2 separate regions of the Mus musculus genome follow, and region 2 is linked to region 1. Evidence: chromatin contacts called from public Hi-C data. All regions are on one chromosome and are shown on one strand. The core of a region is the stretch at or near the end of the contact, and the rest is flanking DNA. Distances in the headings are between cores, read along the strand shown. Region 1 has its middle 390 kb from the start of Gm26454. Region 2 has its middle 160 kb from the start of Gm26454.

The links. Hi-C and Micro-C count contacts between places; a contact is called where the count stands out from the background.
Region 2: a Hi-C map of the G1E-ER4 cell line shows a contact between it and region 1, with 2.5 times the contacts expected there. The contact joins two enhancer-like sites. A contact is called at or near these places in 1 of 15 datasets of contacts at CTCF or cohesin (the G1E-ER4 cell line) and 1 of 484 Hi-C or Micro-C datasets (the G1E-ER4 cell line).

The regions. Positions count from the first base shown.
Region 1 is chr12:48,613,865-48,619,911 of GRCm38.p6, reverse strand. No RefSeq gene overlaps it. Among named protein-coding and RNA genes, the nearest start is that of Gm26454, 390 kb to the left of the region's middle. Within about 2 kb of position 3,056, at least 1 of the 459 cell types and tissues checked has an H3K27ac peak or open chromatin away from gene starts, as enhancers often do. A contact at or near this core is called in the G1E-ER4 cell line, where this site is marked.
Region 2 is chr12:48,851,080-48,857,126 of GRCm38.p6, reverse strand. No RefSeq gene overlaps it. Among named protein-coding and RNA genes, the nearest start is that of Gm26454, 160 kb to the left of the region's middle. Within about 2 kb of position 3,571, at least 7 of the 459 cell types and tissues checked have an H3K27ac peak or open chromatin away from gene starts, as enhancers often do. A contact at or near this core is called in the G1E-ER4 cell line, where this site is marked.

The DNA of each region.
Region 1 (6,047 bases), core at 1,807-4,306:
TAGGGAAGTGGGGGGGGAGGGTATGGGGGACATTTGGGATAGCATTGGAAATGTAATGAGGAAAATACCTAATAAAAATATTTTTAAAAAAGGAAAAAAAGAAAAAAAAGAAACACAATTTCATATAGTCACCATCCTGGAAGTTGGGTCATAGATTGATAGATCTGCCTCTGTAGGTTTTGCTGATTGCTCATCCTATTTCGCTGAAGAAAATTAGTAGTGTCCAAGTGAGAACTAACATTTGTTCGTTTGTTTTTACCTGCAATCCTTAGTACTTCCATATACATGGATAAGGAAGAACTTAGTTATATAGTCAGTTTCATGGACTTCCTGAGGCCTTTGAGGGTTTTTTCTTTGTTTGTTTTGTTTTGTTTTGTTTTAATTCCTGAGCCTAAGCTGCTCTCCTATAGGAAACAATATTTCACTTTCCTTTAGAGCATTCTGTTTGTTTACCTCTCTTTAGATCATCTTGTGTATAATGAGACCCTTACTCCCAGAAGAAAAGTTTAATCTCTGAGGAGATTGCTATGCTTTTGGTAATTTTAGTTGTTTTTTGCTTTCTTTTGCCATAGTTATTCTCTCTCTCTCTCTCTCTCTCTCTCTCTCTCTCTCTCTCTCTCTCTCTCTCTGTGTGTGTGTGTGTGTCTGTGTATGTGTCTGTGTGTGTGTGTGTGTGTGTGTGTGTGTGTGTGTGTGTGTGTGCAGCCTTTTGCTACTTCAAAATTACAAGATATTTCAGGCTGTTTTCTGAGAAAGGGATAGGAACTGCACAAGAAGAACACAGAGTCAAGCAACTTCGACCCTTGAGAGCTCACAGAGACTGGACCACAAACCAAATAGCATATGCAGGCTGGACCTACACCACTAACTCATTTGTAGCAGATGTGCAGTGCGATCATCATAAGGGTCCCGAACAACTGGAGAAAGGGGGCTATCCCTAATGTTTCCTATCTGTGGATTATGTTCTTCTAGCTGGGCTGCTTTGTGTAGCCTCAGTGAGAGACTTGGTGTGCTGCAAACACCTGCTGTGTGAGGGTAGGGGGATACAAAAAAGTGGCCTCCATCCTCTCAGAAGAGAAGGGGAGGGAGCATGGGGCCAGGGACTATGGGAGGGGACACTGAGAGGGGGACAGCAATCAGGATGTAAAGTGAATAAATGTATTTTTTTAAAAAAGAAAAAAAGAAGAAAGAAGGAAGGAAGGATGGACAGAAGAACGAATGAACGAACAAAAGAAAGGAACCAGAAAAAGGAGGGCCACAATTCTTTTCATCTCAATAATTTAAAACATTTTAGATTTATATATTTTATTTGGCATGTATGCACATTTTGCCTGTGTGTATGTATGTGTGTCCTCCTTGTGCCTGACACCCACTGTATTATAAGGGGATGTCTGGTGATTTGGATCTGGGAGTTACTGGTAGATGTAAGGCACACTTTGAATGCTGGAATTTGAAGGCAGGTATTCTGTAAGAGTGGCAAGCACTATAAACTGCTGAGCAATCATTCCAGCCCCACCTCTTTTCTGAACAGTTTTGAAAATTATGTTTTCAAATTGACATTTTTAAGACATTTTGCTTGCTCTTATTCTACAGGGGAACGCCAGGGCCAAAAAAGGGGAGTGGGTGGGTAGGGGAGTGGGGGTGGGTGGGTATGGGGGACTTTTGATATAGCATTGGAAATGTAAATGAGCTAAATACCTAATAAAAAATGGAAAAAAATTTAGTATATACAGATATTATGTTTGGAAATAATATAAAAATTGCTAAGGTTTCTGGAGTGCATGTGGTGACAAAAAAGGTAAGTTTACTTCCTAAACTTGAAAACAGAAGAATAAAATTCAATTCTTAGTAGATAAGACAGAGCTGCAGAACTCTGAGAAGTACCTTTGCAGTAAATTTGTATAACAAAAACCACAGGGCTACTGAGTTAAAGGTCAAGGTTAGACTGGAAGCTGACAAGGGAAGAACCAGAGTGTCTTTCATTAGGATCAGATTGGGGGGATAGGATTCCTTTTTCAAATAAATTTATAGCTAAATAGAAATTTAGCATTGTGTTATAAATATTGAAATTTTCACTTCACTATATATACATTTTTAAAACAAAGTCTCTTAAAAGAGACTTTGTTTATTTTCCAATATTTTGAATTTTTCTTTTATGTAAAAGCTAAACTTTATCAAATTGCACACTAATCTTCAAAGCTTTGAAAATGCTCTATTTACAATAATTTCTTCAATAATTTAATCTCTCCTATAGAATTCTAATAAGTACAACAACATATACTGTTCATTTAGCTTTCCTAAAGGTTGAGAAAAATTGTGTAATGGTGGTATAAGTGTGTTGGTTTCCCCTTTGACCTCATTATCTGTGTTGAGCAAATATACAGTATTTTTTAGTCATAGCCTTTGTTGGTCAAGACACAATCTCTGTCTTTCTGATTGCTATTCACAGAATACAAGTGATAGCAGTTTGTAGTTTATACTAATAAAATATTCATTAGATTTGCAGATTAATCATATGCTTTAAGCATATTGTATTAATACTTTAAATATTGCTATGGGTTGAATGCTTAAATATTTTCATACTGTAGCAATTTTGATCTCTAATGCTGCAAAATGAATTTGAAAGTAGTGTTGTTACAGATATAACTAATTGAGTTATGATAACATCATAGTAGAAAAATACACTTGATCTTACATAGTATGCTCATGGAATTCTCCTTTAAAGAAAATTTAGAGACAGACATACACAAAAATAGAACACCCTGTAACTATAAAGGGAGAGAACTAACTGATGCATTTACAAGCCACTGTCTGTCCAACATTGCTGGCCAATAACCAGAAGCTATGTAGTTAGAACAGATCCTCTAACTCAGAAAAAGATCAAATCTACCAGTCCCTTGTTTTTACGTATCTGATCGCTGTTTCATCTCTGAGACCTACCCACCAGCATTTGATATTTTTCTGTGACATACTTCACAAAATATAATAGTTACAAGTCTGGCTTCTTTCATGCTGGTGTTAGCCACTTTCAATCTATCTTACTCAATTTCATGATTCATATGTCATCCCCCTTGAGACCCAACTGAATACACACACACACATACACACACACACACACACACACACACACACACACACACACACAGAGTCATGGTTTGAATAAGAAATATTCCCAATAGACTCATATATTTGAACACTTGATTTTTAGTTGTTAGCATCTTTGGGGAGGATGTGGGAAGGCTCACTCTTGCTGGAGGAAATATGTCACTGGGTTGGATGTACTCCCACCTGGCCTGTAAATTCATAGCCTTACCCTTTCAACACTTTTAATTTACTCACTCTGACTTCATGGGTGCAGCTAAAGATACGAGCATTCATCTTCCTCTTCCAGTTATCATGAATGACAGTTGCTTATCTCCATACCTGCACTTTGCCAGGGTATATTCTGTATCTCTGGAACCATAAACAAAGTAAATGTTCTCTTCCATACACTGCCCTTAGTAATGGTGTTTTATCACAAAAGCAACAACAATAATAATGATGATGATAATGACGATGATGAGGATAATAATAGATAACAAAGTTGCTTATACCTGGAATAAAGTTTCACTATTCTGTGCATTCCTTGTCTCGTCAACTTGACACAGCAATTAACTATTGTAGCAGGCATGGTCCTTTAGCTATAAACCATGGTGTAAACATAGACTATGTGAAATGTCTGTTCCAGGAACTAACTCTCCATTCAATTAGTAAGTTTTTTTTATACAACAGCCGTCTAAAATTTGAGGGTGAGCAATTTACCCCTCTCCAGGCTCCTTGAGAGAAACTGCTGAAACAACAAGTCATTGATACGTAGAACAAATTTGTCACTATCTAATTATGTGGATTGCTCAGCTAATCCCAATTAAAATCTGTTACCTTATATCTTAATTATATGCACATGAGGAAAGAAAGTAAGAGGTGCAATCAACGCACTTGAGGACAGCTGTTGTTTAGGATGCATTTGGGAAAAGTGGTCTGGACTATGTGATGGACGTAAGTGTTCTGTACAAGTCTCAGAGCATCTAATGCACTCCCAAGCTTAAGAACCACTCAGAAAAGCCAATGAAAATGAGGAACATCAAAGACGTTCTTACAATTCTCAAGGGAATTTTTTTCCCTTTGAGATTCTTATTCAATTAGAAACTATAGACAGAACACACATGGCAATTTGAAACTTATTTTTAGTTATAAGATCATAAAAACATATATGTAGAGTAACATATTTAAGTGTAGGTAACAAATTACAGATACATCAGGATGGACCTAAACAATATCCCTTGTATTTCCCCTTCCACTTATGTTCTATAATCTCCGTTCCTTGTCTAAATGTTATATTAAAATGATATTTTTGTAGTGTTGTGCATACTCACATGTACATACAAGTGTGTGCATGTGTGTATGTGTGCATGTGTATTTTTCCTGAAAAGCATAATGATGTATATAAGATTTCATCTACAGTTCTAATGTGGCCATTGTTTGTAGTTTGCTTACCCCGTTACAAGTTTCTGCAAGTCTTTCAAAACCATAACTCTATAGATATAATCCAGAAGAAAAGAATTTCCCAAAGAAGGAATACAAATGGTAAATAGGTATGAAAACTGTTCCACCGTAGTCATCAGGGAAGTGCAAATCCAAAGGATATTGATCACTTCACCTGAATTAGAATGGCTGTTCCTGAAAAATAAAAAAAAAAAGTAAGTCTGACAAAGATGAGGAGACAGAAACTCCTTTCTGCTCCATTCAGTCATGGTTTAGTATAGACTGTGAAGAGAAGAGCATGAAGATCACTAAATATACTAAAGATCATGATACTCATAATGTACCACAGCAATGTGCTTCCCAGCCCCCATCTGGCTTTTTAATTCAAAAGTACTGCAAGGCTGAATGGAGAAGAGTTGTACTCATTGATACATTATTACAGCACTAGTCACAAACACTCAAGCACATAACTAACATAAAAGTTCATCAATAGATGAATGCATAAAAACAATCTGTTATCTATGGAATGGATTATTATCCTATGTAATAACATGAATTATCTTCAAAAATTATAGCCAATGAAATAATCTATACAGATGAAGACAATGAACACATGATATCACTCTATATAGGATCTAAATATATTGATCTCATAGAATGTTTTACATATAAAACATTTTCTTCATATGTAAGGAAAATGTGTTGTAAATGTTGCACGATTCTGAATAAAAGATACTGAATCATACTATTTGATGAAATGTAAATTATATCTTAGTAAATCTGTTTTAAAATCAAAACAAACATCCATACAAAACACTGATAGTGCCTTAGTTTCTTTTCTTGTTGCTGTGAAAAAAATACTCTGACGAACACCATTTTGGTGAGAAAGGGTTTATTTTACCTCAGAGTTCAAGACACATTTTACCATTTTACTGAAGACCAACAACAGGAACCTGATACAGATTGTCACATTATAGCTGCTGTTAGTAGAGATCAATGGCTACATTTGTGCTAGTGATGAGCTAGCTTTCTCTGTCTTACACAGTCCAGAGCCTCCTGTCCAGGGAACAGTCCCCAGAATTCAAATGGGTCTTCCCATCAATGAATACAAACAATATAATTCTCCAGGCATGGACACAAGCCTATTCAATCTCAACCATATTTATTGAGGTTTCCATCCCAGATGACTCTAGACTGCATTTTGACATATAACAGTAGCTATCTTGAATGGTTTCGTAACATTTCATGTCTTTATTTTGGTGCTTACTCTTCTGCTAGAACCTCATCCTGACCCTGATGCCTTTCCTATGGCCTCTGAGTCCATGGCAAATGGTTCATCCATGCTCAGGATACATTATCAAAACTATCTTTTATCTATATAGATATTTGAGGACTTTTAAAAATACTTGAGACTTTTTCAAATAAATGTATTGTCCTTTGTTCTTTTAAAGCTTTATGGTTTTGTCATTTAACAAGTAGTTTATAAGAATCTTTTAATTTAATATGAAATAGGTGAACATAGTCCA
Region 2 (6,047 bases), core at 2,322-4,821, 240 kb before region 1:
TGTGAGTTAACATGCACAACAACCCTGCCCTACACAACGAATATATACATATATCTTCAGAAGTCTACCACTTCTGAGTCTTATAATCTTTCATCCATTCTATAATAATCCCTGAGCCTTGTGGTAAAATTAAGTCGCATTTAGCACGTATCTATTTATTTAGCACACAGTATCTTACTGCTTATATGTTCAACAATTGTAGGTCTTTGTTAATCACCATTTACTACAAAAATAAGATTCTCTGATGAGGGTAAAGAGATGCACTAATCTATAGCTATAAAATTAAAAACAGTAGGACTTAGGAGACACTTAAATATTGCATCAATTTAATATAATATTGTCTTAGTCAGGGTTTCTTTTCCTGCAAAAACATCATGACCAAGAAGCAAGTTGGGGAGGAAAGGGTTTATTTGGCTTACACTTCCTTAATGCTGTTCATCACCAAAGACGTCAGGACTAGAACCAAGCAGGTCAGGAAGCAGGAGCTGATTCAGAGGCCATGGAGGGATGTTCCTTACGGATGTCTTCCCCTGGCTTGCTCAGCCTGCTCTCTTATAGAACCAAGACTACCAGCCCAGAGATGGCACCACCTACAAGGGGACCTCCCCACTTGATCACTAATTGAGAAAATGCCTTACAGCTGGATCTTGTGGAGGCATTTTCTCAACTGAAGCTCCTTTCTGTGTGATAACTCCTGCCTGTGTCAAGTTGACACAAAATTAGCCAGTACAAATATATAGTATTGTATTCACTCCTATGGTTACTGCATTGCCAACCATAGACTTTTGACCCAGTTAAATACAACAGAGATACATTTTATTTTATAAAGCATGATGTAAACCTGATTAGAAAGAGGTTGATTAACTCCATTCATTCATGTCAATATTGTACCAGAGGGGATGTATTGAAATAGTTAAATAAATATATTATGGAATTAATATACCGATTAGACTGTTTATTATTTTTCTTCACCATCACTGTGTACAGATAGCTCTAGCATTATGGGAACTAGTCAGTAATTACGAACAATACAAGCCAGTAACAGGTTTGTTTATCCATCATCTGTGATTCAACTATGTGGTATCTTTTGTACTATTGTCTTACTATCACGTTACAACTAGTAAGAAAAAATAATACAAATAGTATGAAAGACTTGTAAAATGACTGTGATTTTCCCCTGAACTACTATATTAAAAAGATAACCCATACGTTTCAGTGGGGTTTATATTTGGTAGTTTATAATATCTCTGAGAGGTATACCCTCCCTACCCACTCCTCACTATAAACTCCACTTATATTTGTATGTATTTTAGAAGGCTTCAAGAGTAGTCAGTTTTCATATGACATTTTCAAATACTTTAGTGTTAGTTCTGCATCCCCATATTCACTCCTCTATCTTGCATTCCCATCACTCATGTGACTTAACTCTCTGTTCCATTATTCATCTTTCTTTTATGCAACCCATGTGCTAACACCACTCTGTTGAAGTTTCTTTTTATATTTCATCTCTCTCTAGTTTAGTAAATTTCTATTGAACTTTCAATTTAAATGCACATATAACAAATCTAGTACCTACATATGAAAGAAAAGGATAAAATCCCATGATCAATTCACTGGACAAAGAAAAAAATCCTTTGACAAAATAAAATGTTTTCTTCAAAATTAAAATTCCCAAAACCTAGAGATAGAAAGGATGTATCACAACATAAAATAGGCAGCATTTGACAAGTCTCAAGTCAATATCATGATAAATAGAAAGAAACAAAAACAAACAAAGAAACAAAAATCTCAAAGCTTTGTCAGTAAAACTAGGAGCAAGACAAAATGTTCACTCTCTCTCCCTCTAGTTCAACATAATACTTGAAGGTGTAGCTAGAACAATAAGAAAAGTGAAGGATATAAAAGGGACACAAAAACGAAACAAAGAAATAAAAGTATACTTATTGACACATGATATGATTCATTGTTTATGTATATGTATATACATTAAGACACTCAATACTCTACCATAAAATTCCTATATTTAGTAACATATTTATCAAAGTAGCAAAATACACCATGAACACTGAAAAATAAATAAATAAATAAATAAATAAACAAAAGCCTTCCTCTACACTCACACTAAATACTTTGGGAAATAAATCAAGGAATACTTCTATTCACAAAAGAATAAAATATCATTGAAATAAGCGAAATGAAGGAATAAGGTGATAGTGCTGGTAAAAAGGAAAAGAGCCTAGATTAGAAGATAGGACTGCATCAACAGGTTCACAGCACTTCAGAACAGAGAAAGAATGTGGATGACTAAATGTTATAAAAGTTAAAAAGTGAAACCTGAAAAGTGTGTGTGGAGAGAGCTCTAAGGAGAAAGCAGATGCCTTCTACTCGGCACACTACCACAATTCCCAGAACTCTGCAGAATATACCAGAATGACACATAAGACCAATAACAGGGGAGTAAATTCTCATAGATTTGAAGAGGCCTAATTCATAACTTCCATACTTATACCTTTTATCTAACAGAAAAAGCTTATTTATTGTTTATTCATTGGAAGTTTGACAGACTTGGAAAGATGAGCCAACTCTTTGTATCATTGATTCTTTTTATTGTTTTTCTCTCTATTTTATAGATTTAAGCCCTGAGTTTGATGATTTATTAACATACATTCCTCTTGGGTGTATTTGCCTCTTTTTATTCAAGAGGTTTCAGGTATGCTATTAAGTTGCTTCTATGATATTGGATAGAAACTTTACTACTTAAGGTGAAAGTCTTCCATGTTTGAATAATTTCTCTCAGCTAAGTGCAAAATGGAGGACTCCCAACCCCCATTGCCAGCAAGGCTTCTCTTTCTCTGACTTTATCTAGAGAGCCTGACCTCCACAGCCTCTACCTGAGAGAGATAATGCAGTTCTTGGAAAACCTATAAATTCAACTTCCTCTTTCCAAATAAGAACCTAACTAGCAAGTACCTAAGATTCCTGGAATGCCTCTAACTGTGAACGAGACATAATGATTCACATTCACCCTGAAAACTTCATTCTACACTTCAAGGTTTAAATAGAGCCTTTGTTCACCCCAAATAAAATGGGTGCACATAAGCTACTTCACTGGATGTCTTCTAAAAAAGCTGTTTCATTGACTATATAATCTAACAGAACTGTAACATTAAAATCTGCCTCAGACTCTCTGGGCCCCTTTGTCTGCACGGAACGGGTCTCTGGGGCAGGTGGGCAAAGTGTTGGATGGGATGACAGATGCACACAGGAGAGGCTGTGTAGAATCTGAATGTAATTTGTCAAATCGAGCATCAAACTTTTTATAGAGAAGACAATAAGGAAGTTGGGTGACATACCAGCAAGGTACAAAGAGGTTAATGGATTCTTACATAAAACAGAGGAATGCAAACACAGAAGGTCTAACAGGAACCACCTGGGATAGAATTCATTGTTAACAACTGGGATCAACAAGAGCTCCACCTAAGATTTCACTTAATCTTAGAAGCCAGGGTCATGGGCTTCGTGCCCTTGCCATAGTTCCTATTTTAGTCTATTGTATAGTCCACCTCCCCTCTAGGGCATTGTAAATACGCGTGTATGGGTGTAACTCGGCTATCTATAGTTCTGAGTATCTATTCTGGTTTCTCCTTAGGTCTGAAACTTCCTTCTTCCTAGATGATGGTAAATTCCTGTGTAGGGCAGTGACCTAGCTTTTACTCAAAGTGATAGTGTAGTACCAGAGGCAATTCTGAATGTCACTGCATAGCAACATTCTTACTGAATTCCAAGCCCATGGTCTGCTCAAGGACTTTCTAGGACATTGGAACACTGGCGAAGGCTTTAGCTATGTCAGAATTCAATCTTAAAAGGCACTTATAATAGGATAATACTAAAAGAGAGCAGGTGGATCCATACACTAGACTAACGCGGGAATAACATATTTATGTGTGGGTTAGAGAGAACGCCAGACTCCAAGAGTGAGTTTCCGTGAAACTCTTCTGCCTCGTGAGTAGCTTCCAAGCCTCTCGGCTTATCAAGCTGACTCTACCAGAGTGTGTGACAAAAATCCTCAGAAGATTTCTCCTACAACACCCTGCCACCCCTCCTCTTTCTGGATTGGGTATGCTGTAGACCCCATTTTCCAGGGTCTGCTTCTTCTAGCACTGTGTACAGCAGCATCTGTACACCCTGAGGGAGGGAGCACACAGATGCACACAGAGCTGGGTACTCTCTGGGTAAAATTTTCTGTAGATATGTTGGGTCCATTTGAATCATAAGATATGTTAGTTCTATTCTTTCTGTTTAGCTTCCATCTCAATGATCTGCTCATTTGTGAGAGTGGGGTGTTAAAGTGTATCACTACTAATGTGCGAAATTAAGCTTCAGTATTTTTTGTTTTGATGAACATGTGTGCTATTGTATTTGGTATATAGGTATTCAGAATTGAGATATCATATTGATGGATCTCTCCTTTGATTGGTATGAAGTGCCCTTCCCCATTTATTTTGAATAATTTTGGTTCAAAGTCTATTCTATAACATATTATGATGGCTACTCCAACTTGCTTCTTAGGTCCATTGCTTGGAAAATCTTTTTCTAGCACTTTATTCTCAAGTAATGTCTTTCTTTGGAGTTTGAATATATCACTTGTATGTAAAGAATGATGGATCCTATTTTCGCATCCATTCTGACTGTGTTTGTCTTTTTATTGGCGAATTGAATCCACTGATACTGAAGATTTTGAAGACCAATGATTGTTACTTTCTGTTATATCAACGTTGGTGGTGGCAGTGTGTTTATGAGTGTGTGTTTCCTTTTTTGTATTTTCGTGTGAATTTATTTATGTGCCATGCTTTCTTGGGTGTAGTTAACCTTGGGTTGGAGTTTTCCCTTATCTTCTATAGGTCTGGATTTTTGGATATGGTTTAAATTTGGTTTTGTCGAGGAATATGGTGGTGTTTTCCCATCTATGGTGATTAAAACTTTTTGTTGGGTATAGTAGTATGGACTAAGATTTGTGTTCTCTTAGAGACTTTAAGACATCTGTCTAGACTTTTCTGGCTTTAGAGTCTTTGTTCATAGAACAGATATAATTCTAGTGGATCTGTCTTGATATGATATTGGCCTTTTTTCTCTTTCAACTTTTAATATTTTTTTTCTTTATTTTGTTCATTTAGTGTTTTGATTATTCTGTAACAGGCCCTTTTCCCTTGCAGGTTATTTATTTATTTATTTATTTATTTATTTATTTATTTATTTTTATTTAATCTATTTGGTGTTTTGTAAGCTTCTTTTACATAGACATTTTTCTGTATATTAGGAAAATTTTATTCTATAATTTTTTGTTGAAAATATTTTCTGGGCCTTTGAGCTGGGGACCTTCTCTCTCTTCTATTCTTATTATTCTTAGGCTTGGTCTTTTCATAACATCCCAAATTTTCTATTTTTTGGGGGGGTCAGAACCATTTTTCATTCAACATATTTTGACCAATGTATCAATTTCTTCTATTGTAATTTCTACCCATAAAATATCTCTTCCATCTCTTGTATTATTTGATACTTGTTTCTGTAGTTTCTGTTCTCTTAATGAAAGAGATCCTACTTCCAGAGTCCCTCAGTTCATGTTTTTGTTTGTTTGTTTTGTTTTGGGTTTGGTTCTATTCCTTCTATTTTCATTTCAGGTCTTGAATAGTTTATTAATGTCCTTTAATCATTTGGTTGTATTTTCTTGTAATTTCTTAAGGGATTCATTCTTTCCCTGTTTACAGATCTGTATCATAAGATTGGATTTAAGGTTTCTGCTTGTCTGTTTGTTTGTTCTGTTTTGTGCTTCAGCTGTGTTACAACATCCAGGGCTTGCTTTAGTAGGATAGCTGGATTCTGGTGATACCATGGCCCTATTGATTTTACTCTTAGGTTGGTCTTTAGCCATCTGTGTTATGCTATTTTTACAGTTTTAGATGCTGATTTCTGAATTTGTATTTGTTGGATGAGTGTTGTTTCTCTCTATCTCCACTTCTTGACTGCTATTCTATCTCTTTCTTCTGACC